Regions from separate parts of the Mus musculus genome. Here region 2 is linked to region 1. The links are chromatin contacts, called in public Hi-C maps. All regions are on one chromosome and are shown on one strand. The core of a region is the stretch at or near the end of the contact, and the rest is flanking DNA. Distances in the headings are between cores, read along the strand shown.

What was found. Hi-C and Micro-C count contacts between places; a contact is called where the count stands out from the background.
Region 2: a Hi-C map of cortical neurons shows a contact between it and region 1, with 1.6 times the contacts expected there. The contact joins two enhancer-like sites. A contact is called at or near these places in 3 of 39 promoter capture datasets (cranial neural crest, hippocampal neurons and second pharyngeal arch cranial neural crest), 1 of 484 Hi-C or Micro-C datasets (cortical neurons) and 2 of 115 datasets of contacts at active chromatin or transcription factors (embryonic basal ganglia and embryonic limb bud).

Annotation. Positions count from the first base shown.
Region 1 is chr2:170,582,981-170,589,735 of GRCm38.p6, reverse strand. The region is part of intron 1 of 4930470P17Rik (RIKEN cDNA 4930470P17 gene); the gene reads left to right. Among named protein-coding and RNA genes, the nearest start is that of Gm14637, 10 kb to the right of the region's middle. Within about 2 kb of position 3,470, at least 3 of the 459 cell types and tissues checked have an H3K27ac peak or open chromatin away from gene starts, as enhancers often do. A contact at or near this core is called in cortical neurons, where this site is marked.
Region 2 is chr2:170,825,217-170,832,276 of GRCm38.p6, reverse strand. Dok5 (docking protein 5) reads right to left here. Exons shown (of 8, transcript NM_029761.4): 3 at 2,323-2,437; 4 at 2,089-2,208. Among named protein-coding and RNA genes, the nearest start is that of Gm35033, 53 kb to the right of the region's middle. Within about 2 kb of position 1,311, at least 8 of the 459 cell types and tissues checked have an H3K27ac peak or open chromatin away from gene starts, as enhancers often do. A contact at or near this core is called in cortical neurons, where this site is marked.

The sequences.
Region 1 (6,755 bases), core at 2,221-4,720:
TGTGTACAAGCTAGCAGTAGGCCTTAGGTGTCATGCTTTAGGTGTCACCCACCTTGATTCTTGGGACAGGCTCTTCACTGGGACTTGGAGCTTACCTAATAGATTAGGCTGGCTCCCCAGTAAATCCTGGGGAAACTTGCCATCCCTGTCTCCCCACTGTTGGTATTACTAGTGTGTGCCATCATGCCTGGATGCAGGTCCTCCAACTTACAGACTAAGCTGCCTCCAGTCCAGGGCTCTCACTCTTGAAGGACAAGTGGGCCCATCACAGTCACACAGTGATGTGATCAGGCACCTGTGCACATCAGTCACTTATTAGAATAACATCTGACTATGATTATATCACTTATCACGTGACAGCTAGAGATGCTCACTTCATAGGTTACTTTATTGAATATTCAAAACATCTAATACAAGACCAATTGCTGTCTCCAGTTCAGAGAGGAAGATATTGATATCCAGAAAGGTTCAGTAGTTCATTCATACACACATAGGAAAACTGGGCTGGAATCCTGGTCTATCTGACTCAGGACTACTTGCCCAACATGACTTTCCTAGGGATGGTACCTCCCACAGTGGATCAGGGTCTCCCACATCAACTACCATCAAGACAATCCCCCTACAGACACACTCATCTGATACTGGTATCAGCTTCCCTTCTGAGGTAGCTCCGGTCAAGTTGACGGTTAAAGCTAATTAAATCATCTGTCCACTCATCAACTGGCTATTTCTGGCAAACACATCCTAATACCAGTCCTTAAAGTCCTCCTGATTTTATCTATGGGAAAGTTCACACGCTCCCAGGGAAACAAGCCAGAAAATGATCTTGACAGGGAACGCTTGTCTAGCTTCTGATTCTTAATTTAACAAGAACAATGCAGAAGGTGAGGTCAGGGCCAGAAAATATCGCCACAGTGTGCTGAGGTAGAGGTTGACATATTCTCCACAAGCAGGAGTTGGAAAACAAGTTGTGATTTTCTGGGCTCTTGATCATCTTCCTGGTGCCAGGAAACTGTACGTGTTTTTTTAAGCACCATAAAGTGTCTCCCTCTCCCCCTTGGCACATGGGAAATGTCATCACACAAATGATCTAACTACACACAATGACACCACAGAGACTGGGATTTATATTCACGAGGAATGCACAGACACGTAACTCATGAGCAATGCTGACAGAATGAGTAATCAGAGGGTCTCAGCGGACCGTAGATCAGGCCTGAATCTCCCATATATTTAGTGCATTGTGGAGTTATACAACTTTCCGTCATAGGAATTGTCATTGGGTAGATTGCATCCTGGGCTTGTAACTACTGGACTATGGGGGCCTCGTTTTATGGACAGGCAAGTAATCTGTACTTTATTATTAATAAACACAGTTCCGGCCATAGTTCTGTGGTGACCTGGGTGTTTATAGCCTGATGGATGTGACTTATGGAGCATTCTAGATTTCAGGAGGACATTTTCCAACCTCGGGAGAATATGGTCCAGTGGACACGCCCTGTGTGAATACAACCTCCAGCCTCTTGCATGGAGTTTATTAAGATGCCATCAAGACAGTCACTGCCCCTCCAGACTCAGTGCTGCCCTAGCATTTGGAAGGAAGATAAACAGTCGAGTAACTTATACTGGTGTCACTCAGAAGCCAGGGCCTTACATCTCACCTCTAAGTGCAGAGCCATTGAATGAACTAGCAAAAGGCACAGACAGACAAACTGCTTTATCAATAAACCATTAAGCCGCTTTCTCGAATTTAAAACTTCACTGGCAGCTTTGACGGCATATCTTTTACCTGTTCCTATTCATTCCGGTTCTTCTGTGTATTCTGTCCTCTGCTCCTGGGGACTTAATGGCACACCCTCAATAATAATTTAATATGTAGCTTTAATTTTAATTAAAAATCAGTGAAAATATTAAAAAAAAAACTCCCAACAAGTGCACACAGGAGATGGCTGCTCCTTGTGTTTAATTATCCAACCATTAGGCAGTAAAGGAGAATCACTCTCTGCCTGTGCAGTGCAATTAGGAAGAAGTGTCTGCGATCGGACGAGGGAGCTGGACAATTCCAAATTAGATTTTTGAAAAGAAGCTGGGGAGGCAGCTCTAAATTAGTTTTTCGAGAAGAAAATTGACAGTTAATATGTATGCTAATTGATGTCATACGTTTCCTAGGTATGTTCTTTGGTTGCTTGTGAAAATGTCCAAAGGATGCTTCTTGCATGTCCCTTTTAACACGAGTGAGGGTGGAACCGGGTGGGCTGGGGGCTCTGTTTCTATCTCCTTTGGAATTTTAGAGTATGTCCTCCCCCTCCCCCTCCCCCTCCCCCCTCCCTCCCTCCCTCCTTTTCTCCCTCCCTAAGGAGAGCTGTTCAGCCCCAGGAATTAATAGCCAGTGTGGGGGCAACCTGGTCTACAAATGAAAATATTCCAGGGCTCATGGTCAGTTTAACAGTTTGTGGTATCACTGGTTGCCATTCTCACAACTGAGCAACTTAAGTGCTGTGATTTCCCCCTCTGCAGACAGAGATGAGCATTCGCTGAAGCTGCACATTGTCAATGCGCCTTTACATACGTAGGGAATGAAAAAAAAAATCCTGGCTTGGGTATATAATGCTGCAAGGCCTTCAACTGCTCTGTGCTCCCTAGTGTGCCCCTCTGTGACAACAAGATGGGAACGGTCTCTAAAGCCTGTGACATACTCTGTTGACACCTACCTCTTCTTATCAAGCGTTGAAAAGGATGTCATCAAGGATGTCATCTATGGAAGAGAGAGGTTACTGACGTGTAAAAAGTTACTTCAGTCTCTGTCCCTGACTCTTTAGCCTGCTTTGGGGACATTTTCCCTCTAGCTGGGTAGCCTCATGGGGATGTGCCTGGTCTCACTGTAATTTGATATGCCATGTTTGGTTGACATCCCAGAGCAGTCTGCCCTTTCCTGAAGGGAAGGAAAGAAGAGTGGATCAGGGTGAGAAGGGGTGTTGGAGGCGGAGCAGGGGGTGTGGACGGACTGGGAGGAGAGGAGGGAGGGGAAATGATCAGCCTGATGTAATATATTTGAGAATTTTTTTTAAAAAGTTAGTTCACTCTTAATATTTTCTGCACTTGTATGTATGTGGGAGTAAGTATGCAAGTGTGCCTGTGTAAACGGCTGAGCTTACACCAAGAGTCTTCAAGTGCTCATTACCTTATTCATTGACCCAGGGGCTCTCAACGGAGCCCTGAGCTCATGGATATAGCTAGCCTAGCCGAGGACCCTCAGTGGAACTCTGAGCTCGTGGATATAGCTAGCCTAGCTATCCAGCCAGCTCTGACTCTGCCTTCACCCCGAAGGATGGAATTACTGTCGTGTTCCATGCCCACTTGACATTTGAGTGATTTCCGAGGAAGAAAACCCTGGCCCTCGCCTTTATACAACAAGCACTTTATCCACTGAGCCATCTTCGCAGCCTACGCATTCAGAAGGAATATAAATATCCACTTGACACCTACTCTTACCCACTCCAAGCACCCGCGAAAGAGATGCGTGTCATCAGCTAGACATCCTGAATGCTCTGCCGTTTCCCGTGGAGCTGTTTTTCTGACATATGCATCACAGAATCTTATTCCAAAATGTGATCTTTCTGGGCTTAAAATATTTTATTGATTTATCTACTCCTAAGCAACAAAAGGCGTACAGGAAAGCTGTCAAGTTTTAGCTTAAATATCTGTGACCATACCCCCTCAATATTAAAACAGTTCACCCAATTGTTTAGAATAACTACAACTGTTACTGTCTATCTGTGAGCAGACAATCAATGTGCTTCATTAGCATTCTCCTTTCTGCCCCCTTGCCTCCTGACTTCCTTGGCCCATGACCTAAGTTCTGGCCTGAAAATACACTCCTGTGACCACACCAGTCTCTTCTCATCAGATTGAGCATTTAAGTCTATCTGAACTCCTTAGGAAAATATAAGAGGCATTCAGGAGAGGAACCTGTCTCCTCTTCTTATTCCTGTATCCCAAGAGTGGTGTGAGCCACGGAAATATTAGCACCTATTTGTAGAATGCTCAAAAGAATGGATGTGAACATCAAATGAGAGGAAACTTGGGCTGATTGATTCAAAATCACAATTAGTGTGAAGCAAAGCTTTGTTTTATTGTATGAATATTGAATTGTATTTTACAGCCTTATTTTATTGTATGTATATGTGATCCCTGAGTGTTTCTATCTATGCAAAAATGCATATGGATGTCTGTGGAGGTCAGAAGAGGGTGTTAGACCCCCTGGAGGTAGTTACAGGTAGCCATGAGCTGGGATCCAAACACCATTCATCTAGAAGAACAGCCAGTGCTCTTAACCGCTGAGCCATCTCTCCAGCCCATTTCAAAGCTTAATTACTCTAATACAAGGTAAACTCAAGGATGTATTGTGGCAGCAAATGGGAAGATTTACGGTACGTGAATAATCACATATTTTGATAGCGTTCCTACCTACCAGCTGTGTGTACAGGATGTGCAAAAATTCCTTTCATAGATAGTTTAACAGATCATAGAAAATGCCTCACAGACTGTGTTTCAAATGTTAAGTGGAAGCATGCTTTTTAAAGATAGTTCAGTAGTAAACAACATAACCAAAAATTTAAGAACAGCAGTAATCTACCCTCTTCCCTGGAAAACAAAATCGCTCTCCTGATGCTCACCAACTGGAACACCGAGTTCACATTGAGAATGCACACAGACCGCACATTGACAGTGCACACGGACTGTACATTGACAGTGCACACAGACCGCACATTGACAGTGCACACAGACTGTACATTGACAGTGCACACAGACTGTACATTGACAGTGTACACGGACTGCACATTGACAGTGCACACAGACTGCACATTGACAGTGCACACGGACTGCACGCTGACAGTGCACATAGACTGTACATTGTCAGTGCACACAGACTGTACATTGACAGTGCACACGGACTGCACGTTGACAGTGCACACGGACTGCACAGTGACCGTGCACACGGACTGCACAGTGACAGTGCACATGGACTGCACAGTGACAGTGCACATGGACTGCAAGTTGACAGTGTGTTCTAGACCAATGTTCTGCTGTGGTTTGTTTTATCCCCCATGCTAGAGTTCCCAGCCAACGTGTCTCTGTGGACAGGAAGCTTTTGCTTCTAATTAGCCCATGGGTTCTGTGGTGACTCCCAGTCAGTAAAAAAAAAAAAAAAAAAAAATCTCAGGATAAGTAACTTGGTCAGAGACAACTAAGCAGTGTGTTTGCCCTTGTTTGCTTGGTTTATCCCTTACTAAGTTAATGGTCATCAAAACTGTGATGTCTGCAAACCGACTTCACAAGACACAGGCAGGTCACTAGGCAGCCTTCAAGAAAATCTGTAATAATGCTCACTTCCGGGCTCTCAGAAGTCGTCTTTGGAGAGGTCCCTGCCTCCCCGGGTGCCCTTGGTTTGAGCTACTGGCCCTGCTGCTTCAGGCAAAGCCATCCAGTGGGGAGCTGCAGACCCAGCTACCTTGGCTTTACCACCTCTGTGCCAACTGTACTCACATTCTCAGCCTCTACCTCCCCTGGGATGGAGCTGAGGCATCGCCCACACACCAGCCACAGCAGGCCCAAAGACGGAGGGACTACAGCAGAGCCGGAAGCAGGTAATATCTGTTGGGGCAGGGCTGGCGCCATGGTGAACTGTGCCTGGCTCGCTGGTTTCATTTCTATCCAGTGGGCAAGCGCTGCTTGGGAACCAAGTGCCTTGGGCCTTGGGCATGGCTGGGAAGCGTGGTGAGGAGCAAGCCACGGTCATGCTTTCAGGACTGACTTTTATATGATCAGCATCTGGGCAAACCTTTAAATCCCCATTGTTAGGACAGCCCAAAACAGGGTGTGAACCCCAGCAGGAGGGAAAACAAAAAAACAAAAAAACAAACAAAAAAAAAACCAGATTAAGCCAGGGTGTGGCTTTTGAAGCCAGGGACACTGTGGCCAGTAGCTTTCTCTCTCAAATCATGCTTTCTGGGCAAACATGAACCATAGTGTCCTGAACAGCCTGTAGAAAGTCTTTCACCCACATTGAGGAAGTGAGGCTGTCTACCAGCACCCAGCACCCAACACCACAGGAGCGAAGCTTCTGTCACGGAGTCATCAGGAAGTAGGGTCCCGGGTGATATCTATAGTGAACTCAGGAGAGACCTCAGCCAGAAGGACCAGTCTGGCTGCTTCTAAATCCCTGAGTCAAGACTCCCTGAGAGGGGGCTAGGGCGACAAATCAGCAGTTAAAGCGCACTCGGACGGACAGACGGATGGACGCTGCCCTTCCAGAGGACCCAGGCACTCACACGGGGACTCACAACCATCTGTAACTCCAGTCCCAAGGGATCTGATGTCCTCTCATGACCTCTGTGGGCTCAGACACATATATGGTACACATATTGCACATGTGCTGGCAAAACATTCATACACATACGTTTTAAAATAAAATTAAAAAAAAAAACCCTAGGAGATAATGTTTCTTGTTGTTCCGTCAGGATGTTGGGGTATTTTAATGTCACAGGGACATTGTCTTAGTCGCTGGACTATTGCTGTGAGGACACACCGTGACCACAGCAACCCTCTCAAGAGAAAACATTCGCGTGGGACTTGCTTACACTTTCAGAGTTAGTCCACTGTCTTCATGGTAGGAAGCATGGTGGCACTCAGGCAGGCATGGGGCTGGGGCCGTAGCTGAAAACTTCTATCTGATCCTCATGTTGGAGGCAGAG
Region 2 (7,060 bases), core at 62-2,561, 240 kb before region 1:
AAATGTCACCGAGACTGTGATAACTAACTTAGCTGGTGGCTGTAAACAAGAGCTCACCTGCAGGCAGTTACACTGCTTTTATTACTGCTATTTAGAAAAGTCAGTAACATAAAAAGTTACAGAGTCAAAAACCTCTAAATGAAACGTGAACAAAAATGCTACAGCACCTGCAAGCACAATTCTATCCATCCATCCTAGAGCAGATCCCAGATGGCTGACAGGATAGTGTGATGCTAACAGTTTTATATTAGGAATGTTCAAAATTAGCTATTCTATAATAGGAGGGATCATCCAAATCTATCTATTTTATCTGAAGTTGGTAAATAGCAATATCAAGATTGTGTTCATGAATGGGCTTAGTCACCTGCTATTTAAGCTTATAAATTTATTTTAAACTATCAATAGCCAAACGTTGAGGGATTTCTAGAAACTATCATGAAACACATTATGTCCCCTGAGAGTTCTGGGCCCATGACTTTAAAATTGTCTTCAGTATGTCATAGGTAAAGGGGGGGGGGTCATTGTTAATGGATTCTCTTAGAGGCAAATTGATTTGCTATAAGATAAATTAGTGGGGTTTGCGGGAGAGAGATCAGTGGGAGAGTGCTTGCCCAGCATGCTTTTGGTGAGAAACCATTTTAATTGTACTTATTTGAACCCCTACAAAATAAGACTATATAAAATACTTTCAAAGAAATACTGGAGTTCTGTAAGAACCCATAATGAGAGTAACCCCAAGCCTACCAAAATGGCAGCATAAAAGGAAACCTTAGGCATGGTTTTTAATTTGAATTTTAGCACTGTGCATTTCTACTATGCCGCAGGCAGAAATGTCTGAAAGCTATGTGCTGACCTGGCCATTCTAGAGAACATAACAATTGAGCCCTACCATGCTAACAAAGCCCAGGACTGTGTCCCCAGCACCCTGGCTAGCTCCCCTTTGTCCAACATTACACTGACTGACTGAACCACAGAAGTAAGGTCTGGGGGGGGGGGGGGGGAGAGGTGAATTGCCATGGGAAGTGACTTCCCCTCTCTGTGGCCCTAGTTCCCAATCTGGCAAGAGGCAACTCTGCTCAAGCTAACACTTCCAGGTCTTGATGAACAACAGCTGTGCGGCCACAGATTGTGGTAGGGACAGTACATTCAGGGTGGGCAAAGACTGTAAATGTGTCATGAGGACACAGCACTGCTTGGGAGGGAGGGAGCACAGTTTTAACTAACAACTGGAGTGGGCATGGAGACCACCAATGCAATTCCACCTGAGTCATGTCTGCCATCCATCCAGGTGACCCAGAGCCCCCGCCACTCTGACAAGAGCTCGTAGATCAAGGCAGGCTTTGAAGCAGACCCGTGGCATCCAATCCCCCAGCCACTAGGCTGAGCTATTTGGAGATGAAGCAATTATTCTAGGCTCAGACTATGAATGAACATTGATTTTTGCTAAAGTGTTCATGAATATTTTGGTCATGATTATTTTAAAAGATTTATTCCTCGATGCTGTGTTGAGCTGAGTTGGCTCAGGGGTTGAATTTTACTTTTAAATCACCGTTTTTAAGTGGGTTTAAACTTGATGAAATATTCAGGGTTGGGGTTAAATTCTATTAAGAACATTGGACAGTGTTCAAACATACTTTAAGTGAAACAGCAAGGTGAAAATTATCACACTTTGAAGTCTGATCGTAGTAAATAGAGGCCTACGATCATAGTCTAGTTTCAAATGCCCATAGTACGTTTGGAACAAGGTGTTTACCTCATCTACAAAATGAGGGGGAGTCCTACCATCTCTAGGGTGGGACTTCTGTGCAAATGTAACAGTTGGATATTCATAAGCATCTTCCATTCCGTTGGCACACCTTGTGATCCTCAACATTTCTGACTGAAACCATTAATGTTGATTTTTTTCTACTATAGATTACAGAACGTTTGAGGAAAGCATTCACTGCGTCATTTACATAGACTGCTATTATAACTTCTTCATACATATTTATAACTCAGAATGTATAGGATGAGGACGCCTTGTGTGTCATCATACGGGAGCAAAACAGTTTAGGAGAGAGATGGGCGGCGCAAACTTGGCATACATACCGCTCTGCTCGCGTTCCACCCCGGTAGCCAATAAATCAGGCTCTCCGAGGCTGATGTCATTGATTCTGGTCCCCACACACTCCATCTGGAGAACTTTGCACCATTCGTCTGCCTCAAGATCTGTGGAAATGGCGAGAACAAAAAAACAAAGACCCCACAAAGATCTATTATCCTCTATGCCCGGTACTCAATGATAAAAGCCAAAGACCCCAACCCCACTGGCCTCAAACAAACCTGATTCACAGGCAAAGGTCTTCGAGGTGTCATCATTGAAATAAATCCCTATAGCATGTTTCTTGGTGCTCTTTGGCAATCGGGCTACATTTTTCACATTGTTGAGTTCTGTAACCTGAAAAAAAAAATAAATAACGAGTTGAAAGTCTGGTCACGTGCCCTCCGTGAACACTTCCCACCCACATGAGCGCAATCACCTGTGAGCCCAGCATTACAGAACAGATCTGCAGCTATGAAGACTAATCATGGCTTGGGAGGATGGAAGCAAAGGTAGGTGGTCCAGTCCATCACTAAATTATCCCATCAGAGGTGAGAGGTCAGATCTCACACTCACCCCTGTGATCAGTGGTCAATTCATACATCACACCTCAGAAACCCTCATCTCTGACTTTGAGCTCGTTGGTGCCTGTGGGTCTCAGTTTTAGAATATGAGAACACCGCACAGGGCCACCCTGTTCACATCGAAGGTGTCCCGCTAGACACTCTATGCCCCTCCCCAACTTCCCCACAATCCTAGCTACTGGCACTTGCACAAATCCCTCCCCTCCCCGAGCATGCTAACTCATGGTGCCTCCACATGGAAGTTCCGCTGGGGTGACATCCTGTCACACAGGAGGGGCCTGCCAGGAGGAAGGCTCATGTGGCTTCCTGGTAAGTATTTATTTACAAGATAAATAAGCCTGTCACAGTGGCAAGCTTAAACTCCCCTTAACACCCCCTTAACTCTTATACAAAGGAATATGCCTCCCATCAATCTTGGCTTGTGGCGATGCTGGACCACCTCTTCCATCTATTACCCTAAATTCAATAAGTGCCTGGCTTAGGAAATCCCCGGGAAGAGAAATAAATACCCTCGGTGGACACATTAATCTGATCATTTCATTTTCCAGCCTTCTAACCTCCAGTGGCCCTTCCTATAGTATAAATGCAAATTCATCTGCATGAAAGGCCACACGGTGCCCCTCCGAGGCTTTTCCCACTCCAGCATTTCCAGGGACTCTGCAGGACAGGACTTACCCTCCGTCTGCAACAGACCCTTCAGCACTCACTACACACAATGGCTGGTTGGCTGGTTGGCGGTGTGTGTTTATTTTTGTGCCAGAACCCAGCCTAAGCTGCCTTCAGCTTTGTATAATTATTTTCTTGTTTCCCTACTTCCATGTTAAGCCCCGGGGATCCACTGTGCAAACTGCACCTCTTCTTTACAACCTCCAGAGACTTGCACAAAACTTAACACCTCCAAGATCTCCAGATCCTTGTGTCCAAATGACCGTGGTGACCCTCTGTGTCCTTCAAAGCTAACTCTCCAGTGTGTGTCGTCCACCATGTCCTCAAGCTTTAGAAAGCCTAGCCAAACTGGACTCTACTCTGTGCAAGAATAAGCCATGTGGCTTCCCAGGCTTAGAGCCTTCCATCCTCTCCTCTACTGAACTCCAATCACCCTAAAATCTTCATTTAGACCTCAGCTACCCACTGATTCCCTATTGGAAACTCCACCACAATATTCAAACCTTCCTAAGCCCTATTTCCATGGCTTCCTTCCTGAGCCTCCAGTGGCTAAGGGCGTGACTGACTTGGTTCTTATCTTGCCTAAGGAAGAGTCAGTTGCTCCTGGCAGGTACTGTATTTCTGTCCATCACTGTTTTCCAGGTCTAGCACACAGTGTGTCTGCAGGGAACAGAGGACGCTCTGAGTGAGTGAACTGCTTGGTAAATGCACATGTTTGACATGGGCACCATCATGTCCACAATTCCAAGACCTCAGACTCATGGGACCTGCATCAGCTCCCCATATGGTCCAGGCTCAAGTGGGTTCTCTCAGTTCTCTGAGGTCCCAGTGTGAGTGTTTGCACACCAGTATGTGCAAAGAATAGCAACTGCAGCATCCTCCTCCCACATGTTTAGATCCTGAGACTGCTCCCTGACAGAGACCTCCAGACCAGCCAGTTCCTCCTGCTATGTTGTACCTAATAGACACAAGAAGTAGCCAGAACCCTGCCTGATCCCACACTGTCTGTGTGTCTATCTGTCTGTTTGTCTGCAACTTCTTCACTGCCCCTAATGAGGGTTTTATGCCACCAACCTTGCCCTCTGGTTAGAAGTCACTCAACACATGGACTCTATGAGCAAAAGACTAGACTCACCCAGAGACGTATCGTGGAAGCCCACTTCCCCTGGGAAGACTTCCCTGACTTCTGTGTGAGATCATTATTCCCGTCCCTAAGCTGCCATGTGTGGGACTTGAAGCTCTAGCTGAGTTTCTGTTGTTCTAATCCCTATCTCTCCAGCACCCGGGTAGACTTGTTAGCTGGCAATGGCTTTCTGGTGGACGGCATCGAAGGCTCAGACCCTGAGGCAGCACACACCGATGCTCCCATAAACCATGTCTTTCTGGATGTATACTTGTTTGATCTTCATAAAAGCCTTGGAGATTGATGTTAGTATTATTTATCGGCATTTTTCTGATGGGGAAAATGAGGCCGAAGAAGGTTAATATCATACAACCAAGTTCATGGCTAAAATTGGCAGAAGTAAGTTGTGATGTGGAGCAGAGCAGATGGGTGGGGTAGCCTCATCTAAACACTTCAAAGCTCCCAGCCTCCAGGGCTCACCTTCTGCTGGAAGGTGTGAGTCTTAACAAGACTCCTTGCGTTTGGGGCACGGGTAGGGCCTGCGTGCGCCAGGCTTTAAGGCAGCCCTCCACGGAGACAGGACGTAAGGGAAGTCTGAAAAACAGCTAGGACTTTGAAATATGTCGCTTCATTACATATCCATTAAGGGGCCGAGAGGAAGACATAAGTCACCAGAAACAGCCAGGAAATGCGGGAGAATGGCATGAGTCAGAACACAATTACCCGTTCTGGAAATTGGTTTTGGTAATAAGCAAAGCAACACCCCCGTTCGCTGCTCCAGGGAGGAGAGTGAGTGTTCACAGGGCAGGCAGGGTCAAGATTGCACATGACAAAGGACGACTGGTTTCCTAAGAGGCTGTGTACGCCAAGTTCAGAGCTGCATTCTACTGAGCATGCGCACACTCCCGTCTCCCAGCCCCTCCCCTTTCTTTCAAAAGACTTACAGTCTGGACAAACTCACGCCAGACCCTTGATCAGTATACATGCTAAAGACCATAACTACCCTCCACAGACACCTTTGTGTCATGAGAGGCCTTTGAAAATGTTTTGTTGTTGTTGTTGTTTCATTTCGTTCTACAAATGACAACTCGGGAACAGAGTGAATGAGCTACTGCGCTTCTTTTTTTTTTTTTTTTTTTTTTTTTTGGGTTTTGGTTTTTCGAGACAGGGTTTCTCTGTATAGCCCTGGCTGTCCTGGAACTCACTTTGTAGACCAGGCTGGCCTCGAACTCAGAAATCCGCCTGCCTCTGCTTCCCTAGTGCTGGGATTAAAGGCGTGTGCCCCCATGCCCGGCGCTACTGCGCTTCTTACAAACAAGCAATTCACATAGGATAATTTTGGGGTTTTCTGTGGCAAGGATGAGTTGTGATGAGGTCTCAGAGTTGGGCTTGGTATAACAGCTTTTTGGAATGGGGGCGCCAAACTTGTACCTAAACAGCAGAGGTGACTCATAGATTGATTTAAGTGAGGCCTCGAAGAGGATGGGGCAGCAGAGCTCACACTAGTGATGTGACTCATTCGGGTAACCTTCAACTTGACGTTCTTTGCAGTCTAGTGGTTTCTTTTCTGTTGCTATGATAAAATGCCCTGACAGAAGCCATTTAAGGGAGAAAAGACTTGTTATGGCTCATGGTCACAGAAGGGATACTGACCGCTATGGGAGGAAGGCGTGGAGGAAAAATGAGGCCATCCCATAGCATCGCTTTGGCAGTCCAGAATCAGAGAAAGAACAGGAAGTACCGCCAGTCTGTTGAACCTCAAAGCCCGCCCCCCTCGAGTAAGAAACTTCCTCCAGTGAGGCCCCACATTCTGAATGTTTCATAACTGGGGAGGGGAGCTGGGGGTGATTAATCCCCATTAGATAGATCCTCAGAGGAAGGCTCCTAAACCAGACACTGGGCCCCCCAAATTAGACACTGGGCCCCCACAGACTGAGTAAATGCTCTCTTTGGGTTCACCAGCGTCAGCCTCTATAGACTCTGAGCACAAGGGATAGCCGCAGGACACCCAGCCCCAGTGTGTGTAGGCTGGGACTGCTGCAGGTAAATCACATCTCCCCCACCCCCCACCACAGCTTCCCACCCTCTCCTGCGCACAACGCCATGACTAATCCTAATATCTAGTCCACAACAGAGTTAAATCCCGACTGTTTCCCGCACTTCTCTCTGATCTGAAGCCATAATGTTTATCCTGACAATCTTTCCTAACAGAACACTATCTCAAATCTGCCAAAAGCTTTACAGATTACTAAAGCTATGAACACACATTTCTGATATGCCCCTTGTTATAACTGATGTGCAGTCATTCCCACTGCAGACAGAACACAAGCTTAGAGAGCAAAGCCACTCTGTGTCTGTGTGTGTGTGTGTGTGTGTGTGTGTGTGTGTGTGTATTGTACAATCTCCACTCAAGCCTTTTGATTGTACTTTTTCCTCACTATTTTGTGACTCTCCAAGTTAGGGTGGGAAAATCCAAGATGAGTCTCAAGGTGTAAGAGAAAATTTGAGGTCACTTGTAAATTCCATATTCCTCTGGGCAGGGTGGGGGGACCAGTTACTCACTTAAAGCTGTGGCATTCAATTAGTGTGCCAGATACTTGCTGTGAG